2 separate regions of the Zea mays genome follow, and region 1 is linked to region 2. The links are chromatin contacts, called in public Hi-C maps. All regions are on one chromosome and are shown on one strand. The core of a region is the stretch at or near the end of the contact, and the rest is flanking DNA. Distances in the headings are between cores, read along the strand shown.

What was found. Hi-C and Micro-C count contacts between places; a contact is called where the count stands out from the background.
Region 1: a contact with region 2 is called in a Hi-C map of leaf, with 2.0 times the contacts expected there. The contact joins the promoter of LOC103637538 here to the promoter of LOC100193769 in region 2. A contact is called at or near these places in 2 of 25 Hi-C or Micro-C datasets (both in leaf).

Annotation. Positions count from the first base shown.
Region 1 is chr8:175,563,132-175,567,324 of Zm-B73-REFERENCE-NAM-5.0, reverse strand. LOC103637538 (zinc finger protein ZAT8) reads left to right here and starts at 2,051. Exons shown (of 1, transcript XM_008659704.4): 1 at 2,051-3,080. The coding sequence starts at 2,259. The coding sequence ends at 2,813.
Region 2 is chr8:175,417,841-175,422,183 of Zm-B73-REFERENCE-NAM-5.0, reverse strand. LOC100193769 (Fasciclin-like arabinogalactan protein 4) reads right to left here and starts at 2,825. Exons shown (of 1, transcript NM_001138855.1): 1 at 1,210-2,825. The coding sequence starts at 2,746. The coding sequence ends at 1,466.

The DNA.
Region 1 (4,193 bases), core at 802-3,301, 150 kb before region 2:
GGCACGGCACGACCCGAAATAATTTAGTGCCGGGCCGGCACGGCCCGTTATATCGGGCCGGGTTTGGGCCGAGGTCACGGCCCATGGGCGGGCACGGACACGGCCCGTTTAAGGCAGGCACGAAATGGCCCATATAGAGGCACGAAAAGGCTCATATATTTATTAAAACCACACTTAATTTCACACTTTCATATACTTGATAAAGAACATAAAGCTAGAGATAATGCTAGTTAGATATTTTTTGTAGCTTTGAATTAGAGTGTGTGATGTAATTTTTGCTTTTGTTATGAACATTAGACAATAAACTGAACTTACGAACTTTGTATAGAGCTGATTATACTCTTTTTCCTTCTAACAAATGATTTATAAATGAGGTAGTCATTGCATAGCTGTGGTAACTTTAATTAATACAAATATTAAGTTTGATTTTGTTCAAATTTATTTGTCTTATCTTTTATTTGTTTTATTATTTTTTGAATTTAGGGCTCTAATGTGAATTGTGGGCTAAAAACTGAATTTCGGGCCAAAAATTGAATTTCGGGCCCTAATGTGAATTTCGGGCCAAAAATTGAATTTCGGGCTTTTATAATTTCGGGCCGCCCGAAATGAGCCCGGCAAGTTTAAGCAATTACGGGCCGGGCCGTGGGCCGAAGGCTAGGCCCATGGGCCGGCCCGGCACGGCCCGAAATTCAAACGGGTCGGATCGGCCCGAAATTCAAACAATACGGGCCTTTTTGGGCTTGGGCCGGGCCGGGCCGGGCGGCCCGAATGTACACCTATAGAGAGGAGGCTGTAGATGCGGAACGCGAATTTTTTAGGAGAAAATTGAGGAAGCTGTTGGAATAAGAAAAAACACTAATTTTTACTAATATTTGTTTTAGGGTTAGTTTACACATTCATTTGGACATGCTCTAATGAGGACGTGTACAAGTCCACATCAAAAATCTACTGTACAGACGAAAGCCCAAGTTGACTCGCGTACCAGTGCCTGGCTCTGCTATCGTCCAGAATCCAGATTCTGTGCGTTCTGAGTTCTGACCAAGAAACCTCTCGGACCAGCCAGAGAGGACACTCCCTCCAAGAAATCGCTGCGGGGAATTGTACTCAGCTTCCAGCCCAAGAAAAGCGCACACGACGGTAACCCAGCGAGAAAAAAAACGTCAGCCACACGAAGCTTAAGCTTAAGCTAGCCGAGACCGAGACAGAGACCGAGACCGAGAGGCGAAGGCGAGCCCGGAATTCCGCGTCGACGGCGTCGGCTTTTACAAGTCTATCTGTCAGCTGCCGCGCGCACAGGCCAAGCAAGCGACGGCTCGTCGGCGGCGCCTGTTGCTTGGCCTCTCGCCTGCTTCGCGCATCCGTGCATCACAGCTCACGTCACGTCCGCCGCCGGCCTTTGGATTATTCGTCAAGATATGCACGTGTTACGCGCACGGAATAATGAGTAGTAGTCAATTAGAATGGATAAGCATGTGTACAGGCTTCGTACGAATGTACGCGTGGGTCGCGATGACTCTCGATGATGAACACGCACCCGATCGATCATCTACTAAATTTTACACTATAATTTTTGAATCAAAATCAATTTAAGAGCTTAATCGAATCGTGCGTGCAGAAATTACCACCCCTGTCTATATCTATACGCGAGTGTGCGGAGTGGTATACATGTTGCCTACTACTTCACCAAACTACCAGGGTAAGGAGACGTCACATGCATGAAACGTTCCCGCCCGTGTCCGTTCGCGCAGGATGATCGTCATGGAGAGCCGTCTGAACGAGCGAGTTGTCCGCCGAAAAGCGCCTAATTAACCACGTGTTCCGATCCGATCCGATCCGATCCGATGCGCGCGCGGCGCTGCGGGTGGCGACCAAGTGTGGTGGTATGCACGACGAGTGCGACCGCGTCACGTTTCTTCGTGTCCAAGCCTCTCGTCACCTCCATCCAAGCAGAGCTCAGCTCAGCTGATGGCCTGGCCGACCGGTTCGCAGACGTGAACGCCTCTTCCATTCCCATCACAGTTGAGATACGCCTGCCCCAGTCAGCGCACTGCGCACACACACAAACTCCCACCCACAGGCCACAACCACAAGCAAGCGCGCTCGGCCCGGTTTATACTATTATATTTGAACACGTACGTGCGCGTGAGTGTGGAATTTCAGCTCGCTGCTTAATGATATACTCCTAGCTATATATACACAGTAGTATAATAATATTATAAAGGAGAGGAGAGTCAGCAAACTTCCGTCGATCTCTCTCGATGGTCATGACGCTTACGAGACACGACTCGGGAGAGAGCAAGGAGATGGAGGGCCTCCGTGCGCACTCCGAGGCCGCGCTGCTCACGCTGTCGTCGACGACGACGGGCGGCACCGGCACCGGCACCGGCACCGGCACGGCCGCGGCGGCGGAGGGCGCGTTCGAGTGCAAGACGTGCAGCAAGCGGTTCCCGTCGTTCCAGGCGCTGGGCGGGCACCGCACCAGCCACACGCGGCTGCAGGCGCGGACGCTCGTCGGCGACCCGGCCGAGCGGTACGACGACAGGCCGGCGGCGCGGGTGCACGAGTGCGCCGTCTGCGGCCTCGAGTTCTCCATGGGCCAGGCGCTCGGCGGCCACATGCGCCGCCACAGGGGCGAGGGCCCGCCGCCACCGGCCGCGCACGACGACGACGGCGACGGCCCCGCCCAGCCGGACCGGGACATGCCCGACCTCAACCTGCCGCCGTTGGACGACGACGATGGCAGCCAAGCAGGTTCACGGCAGTCGGGCGGTGGTCGCGGCTCCGGGCCTCAGCTGCTCAACCTGCTCGTATAGCGTGCGTGGCGTGCACAGATTGTGGTTCGGATCGAGATGTAAATGAATCGTGGCTTAGATTTTGGAACCTACTACACGTGAGATGGAATTCTTCGATGACGAGCTTATTTAGTTCCATAGGTTGTTCCTGGTTTTAGTTGGTTTGCTCCTTCGTGTAATGCCTATTGTTCGGTTCAATTCATTTGTTGTGAGTAAAATATACTCTCACATTAGACATTTTAACTCTTGTTTTTTATATATACGTTTAAATGGATGGTAATAAATCTAGTCACATATTTACAATAAATACTCTCTCTGTTTCAATTTATAATTTATTTAACTTTTTATCATAAATTTGACCGACTCTTCTTATTAAAAAATCATAATTATTATAATTTTTTACCGTAGTATTGTTTAGCATATAATATATACTTTAATTTTGACTTTGATTTTTTTATAAAAATTTAAATAAGATGAGTATATTATTTATTGTATGAAACAACTAAAAAGATAAAACGAATTTTGTTCTAGGATGGAGGTATTTGTCAACATGTTATCTAACTGCTTGTTGCGTTAATCACTCGATTGGTTGGTCAACGAAATAAAACTAGAACACCGAATTTTATCCAAAATGAAAGAAGATTATAGCCGTCAGTGCAAACTAGTTGCTCGTGGGGACCATATAGCAAGACAAGAATTCCAATTGGTGGATGGGGACGAAGCTCTCAACTATCTATTATAAATATTTATTCGTACACTCAGAGGGAGTCAATAATTAACTTTGATCCAATCACTAATGACACTATACATGTCCAAAACGGGCCGGCCCTAGGTGCAGCTCGGCGCCCGGCATGCCCAAGCACGCGAAAGGCACGACCCGGCACGACGGCCGGCGTGCCCGTGCCAGCCCGGCCCGGCCCGGTGCACGTGCCGTGCTTGGGCTGCCAAGTGGGCCCGTGGTGCAGGCACGAGCACGGCCCACGTAAGCCGCGGCACGACGCCGGCCCGTTAACCGCGTAAGTAAGGCGTCGTAAGAAAGGAAGCAGCACCACAGAGTTCAAGAAGGACTGAACTATGAACTTATTATCTCTGTTTCTACCTATTTATGTTCTCTATTTCTCTTATCTGTAATATGTTGGACTGTGGACTCAACATTGAACTATGAACTTGTAAATACTTTAAGGAGATGGTTGTACTCTTTTCCTTTCTAGGGTTTTCTCATGAAGTGTGAGTTTTTAACTAGGAAGGTTTTTAATGAGGCAGCATTGCACTAAAACTCCAAACCATTTAAAGACTATTCTGTAGCCTATTTGCCTTGTTTTCTGTTAACTTTGATGAATTATGTGTATTATGTAACTGGGCCCGAGCCCGGCACTGCACCAACCATGCCCCCGGCCCGAT
Region 2 (4,343 bases), core at 1,576-4,075:
TTCAGCTGTTCCAAATTGTGCCATAAATCTCATTATGCAGCAATGCTGGCTGATCGTGTGGAAATAATGGGAACGGCTTAAGACCTTAAGCCCTTAGGTTGCTGCCCATGTTCATTATATATTCAGCACAATTAATACATGTCCCAATATGACTTTGTTACTTAAGTTGTACTAGGTCTAACCAACTATATATCTAGGATTCTATCTTTATATCTATCATAAGTATCTATAGCTCTAACAGATCAAACTCATGTTTGCAAAGGATGGGTCAAATGTGGTCAGCCATCAGTCATTCCCCAACATCTCATCTCAGGGTTGGGTCCCACGAGGTCATGACTCCTGCAAAGTACGGAAGAGCTGCACATGACAGAACAGGCCCACTAACTAATCAACTAAAACATGGGCCACCTCTCCAGGGAAACTACAAACGAAATATCACGCATTGCTAGTGGCCCTGCAAAGAAAACAAGTGCTCGTGCTGAACACTGGAGCACCACAGACAGAATGCCAGGCATATCAGTCGTAACATTCAGCAATGACAAGCATTTCTCATTCTGATATTCTCTCCCTCTGTATGTGGTACTACGGATATTTGATTGGTAGTAGGTACTACATCGGTACAGCTTATTGCCCTATTGGCTATTTTATGATCAACCACTAGATGTTTATAATCTCCAAACAAAGAAAATTAGTTTTTATTCCCAACTTCACAATGTGTTGCTAGTCAAACAACATTTTATCATATAACTCAAACAAGTAATAACCAAGACACTAATAAATTGCTGGATCTTGAGATGAGATTCAGTGAATCCACCTAGAGTGCTCGACATGACTATGGAATTTACACCACCAGATTTCTTTGGTAGTCAGAGCCCAGAGGTGTCTGCTGCCAATAAGTTCCCATAAAAAAGCTTTTACACTTTGGACCTCAGCTGACAACCAACTTGTCATTCATGATATCTGAGTTCTGCCGCTAGAGTCAAAATAGTCAAGTGATCTAATTCTAACATATTAGGGTAACTTCGTTCTATCATGAGTACTCATACCATAACAGCATTGCAAGATTGAAAAACTCAGCCTGTGCAGAAGTGAGATAGCAACTACCTATACAGATCTAATCTGGCTATATCGAATTCACTCCTTTAGATCTAATCTGATGCAAAATCAACCTCCAAAATTGAGTTCAAGCACAAATAAAAAGAGAAGGATGGCCAAAACAGAAAATACTATTCATTGTAGAGCAAAAGGACTGCATAGATTTGTACACATGACATTATTTCCCTTTGCCACATGACAAAATGGAAAGAAATTAGAATAATCAGGTGAAGCAACTAATTTTTTTTGCTACTTTAAATCTACGAAATTCTCTCCCCAATCCCTCCCTCCCGGTGTAGACGTTCTAGACAGTAAGTAATACAAAAACTGAGCACAAGGAAGCAAGAAAGCAACAAGCACGACCAGAATCTCATACCAGAGATAGTAATAGATGCAGATACATGAGTCCTACACACCACCAAGAAGTCCCCTTTGCTGTCGCCAAAGCAGCTGACGACTCGCTATCTTCCCCGTGGAGATCAGGCGGGGATGAGAGCCTCGTCTGTGGTGTCTGCTCGGTCCCGGCGTCGCCGGGCGCCATCGCAACCGAAGGTGGTACCATGGCGGTGCTGCCAGAATCGCCCCGGCTGAACATTTCCTTGGGCAGTAGAACCTTGGAGACGGCAAAGACCGCCACAGGATTCTGGTCGAACACTGTGCGGGTGATGGATGCCTGCACGATGCCCGTGTCAATGGCAATGGAGCCATTGACGCGGGTTATGTTTAGGGTGAAGTGGCCAGCCTCGGTGTGCTCTGTGGCGAGAGTGGGTTGGACAGGGTTCACGATGGACTCGAGGGAGCCCAGCGGGTAGTAAGAGTGCAGCACATGGAAGCGGAGCACGACGGCCTTGCGCTCAGCGGGTAGTGACTGGAGGCGGTCGGTGGCGGGGAGGCCGGCAAAGGCGTCGTCGGTGGGGACGAAGACGGTGATGCCAGCACCGCGCTCGTCGGCCTCAAACTCGCTCGCTACACCGGAAGCCTGCAGCATGGAGGCCGCCACGTAGAACCCACGCGCGTCGGTGAGAACCCGGGTGATGTTCACCGGCGGTGGCGGGCGGCTCTCGGAGGCCGCGAGGTCGAATCCGGAGGGTACGATAAGGCCACCCACCGCGAGCACGCTGAGATTGTACGGGACCGCGGTCACGGCGCCGAGGACCGTGGCGCTCGATCCCGGGGACGGCGCCGGCGAGCGGACCACGACGGTGGAGTTGGGCCCCACGGTGAGGTTGACGGCGCCGAAGTCGGAGGGCGCGCGGCCCGTGGTCTGGAACAGCGTCGTCACGAGCTTCCCGGAGGGAGGGAGGCGGGCGAGGTCGGACGGGGAGAGGTACTCCAGCAGGACGTGGTACCTCAGCACGTCGGCGATGTCGGCGCCGGCTACGAAAGCCGAGGGTGACTGCGGCAGGTTGGCGTTCGGCACGGCCAGGAGCGTCAGGGACGACCTCCCGGCCAGCTCGCTGGCCACGGGAGTGGATGCCAGCAGCCGCGCGAAGTCGGCGAAGTTGGGGAACGCCGAGAGCACCGCCGTCGCGTTGAGCCCAGCCCCAGCTGCTGGGGAAGGCAGCGCCGCCGCCACGAGCAGCGCCAGCGCAGCTGCCCCGAGACTAGCGAGGCGCGGCGAGACGGGAGCGGCGCCCAAGCCTCTCCCCATCTCGCCAGTGGAGCGGGGAGTGAGGAGCAGGTAGTGAGGTAGATGACGACGGACGGAAGAGGGACGGGGGTTGCGGTTGCCTGATGAGAGGGGAATATTTTGGTCTTTTCTCGCCCTCACCTTTCCTCTTCGGAGGTTTACGGTTTCGTTGCTTGAGGTTTTCTTTGGTGTCTGAACGTGAAATGAGGTAGACGGTAGAGCGGTGGGAATTAATGTACGTGCCCCTGGGCTGTAGCAACTACGCCAGCTCCCAGCCCGCCAGGCGTTTGTACCACGATGTTGGTCTCGTCACGTGAGTCCTCGGTTCTTCTCATCGGTGCTCCGACTCGTCATTTTAGGCTCTAAAGCTAGGGATGGACCAGTGCTCTCCACAGATCTTTTGTTGCTTATATCATCTTTTAGATATGCTGATACAATCTACATGGGAACCCACCTGGCCTCTATATCCCGTTTATCTAGAAAAAAAAGAATGCTCTCGTCATATGAGTCAAAAGAGAAATAAAGGAGATTAAATCCCTACTAGTCAAAATTAAACAGAATGAGATTTAGCTCTCTCAACCCTCTTCGAACTGGACGCAATCGGACAAGACTTTAACATGCACAAGGAACAGTAAAGGTGGTGCGATCATGTCTCTAGAAAAAACCTTGACCAGATCATAAAAGCAACGTGGCAAAATGCGTATCATGGCAAGCAAGAACAAACAAGCACAGTACATTCCTCAAAATCTGATTCCAACTATAACCTGTATAAAAGCCGGTGCGGATCTGACGATTATGACAGTTAACTATAGATTACATAAGAGTATGGTAGCTTATATAGATGACAACACTCATTAGTATCTAAGGTACGAGAATTTCAAGGATCTATTCTGTTGTTTTACTTATTTGTTTGGGATTTTAGATTTTTGTTAGTGAATCTAGTTCAGATGATCCCTATCTCTCAAACGTCTCACAAAACTCAATAGAACACTAGAAGAACACACGAGTTTTATTGCTACCAAACCACACTGTTGTCTTTCTGTATTTTGTTGATCTGCTTAAACATACAATTACAAAGGCTCACAACCGCAAAAAAAATTATGCCAATCTCGATCAATTAGAAAAAAAGAAAGTATCTAGTTAGCTATCAATTAGCTAAGACTAAAAAGTAATCAATTATTCTCCTAATCATGTATCGGTTATTTGACCTTTGACGATACCCAATCTTGCCATGAATATCAACAAAACATGCGTGCCAGAGTGACTTCGTCAAAATATCCTATAGTTGTTCTTTAGCACTCACATGAGCCATGCATGTCTTCCTGTTCTCCGTTCTCCACACATTCACAAAAAATGGAATTCAGTATCGATGTGCTTACTTCAATCACGAATAATTGTGCCCTAAAAAGTCAGGAACGGCCTGCATATTACAATCCCTTCACTCTTGTAGACTCCAACCATATCGTCACAGATCTCACCAATGGAACGAACTTGAGCATTCTCCATGTACTTTATGTCCTGAAAAGCATAGTTCACAAAAGTTTGGGAATCAAACTCATCCTCCTTAGTGTCATCATATTTTGATCTATTTCCAGACTGTGGCCTGTCGAAGTCCTCC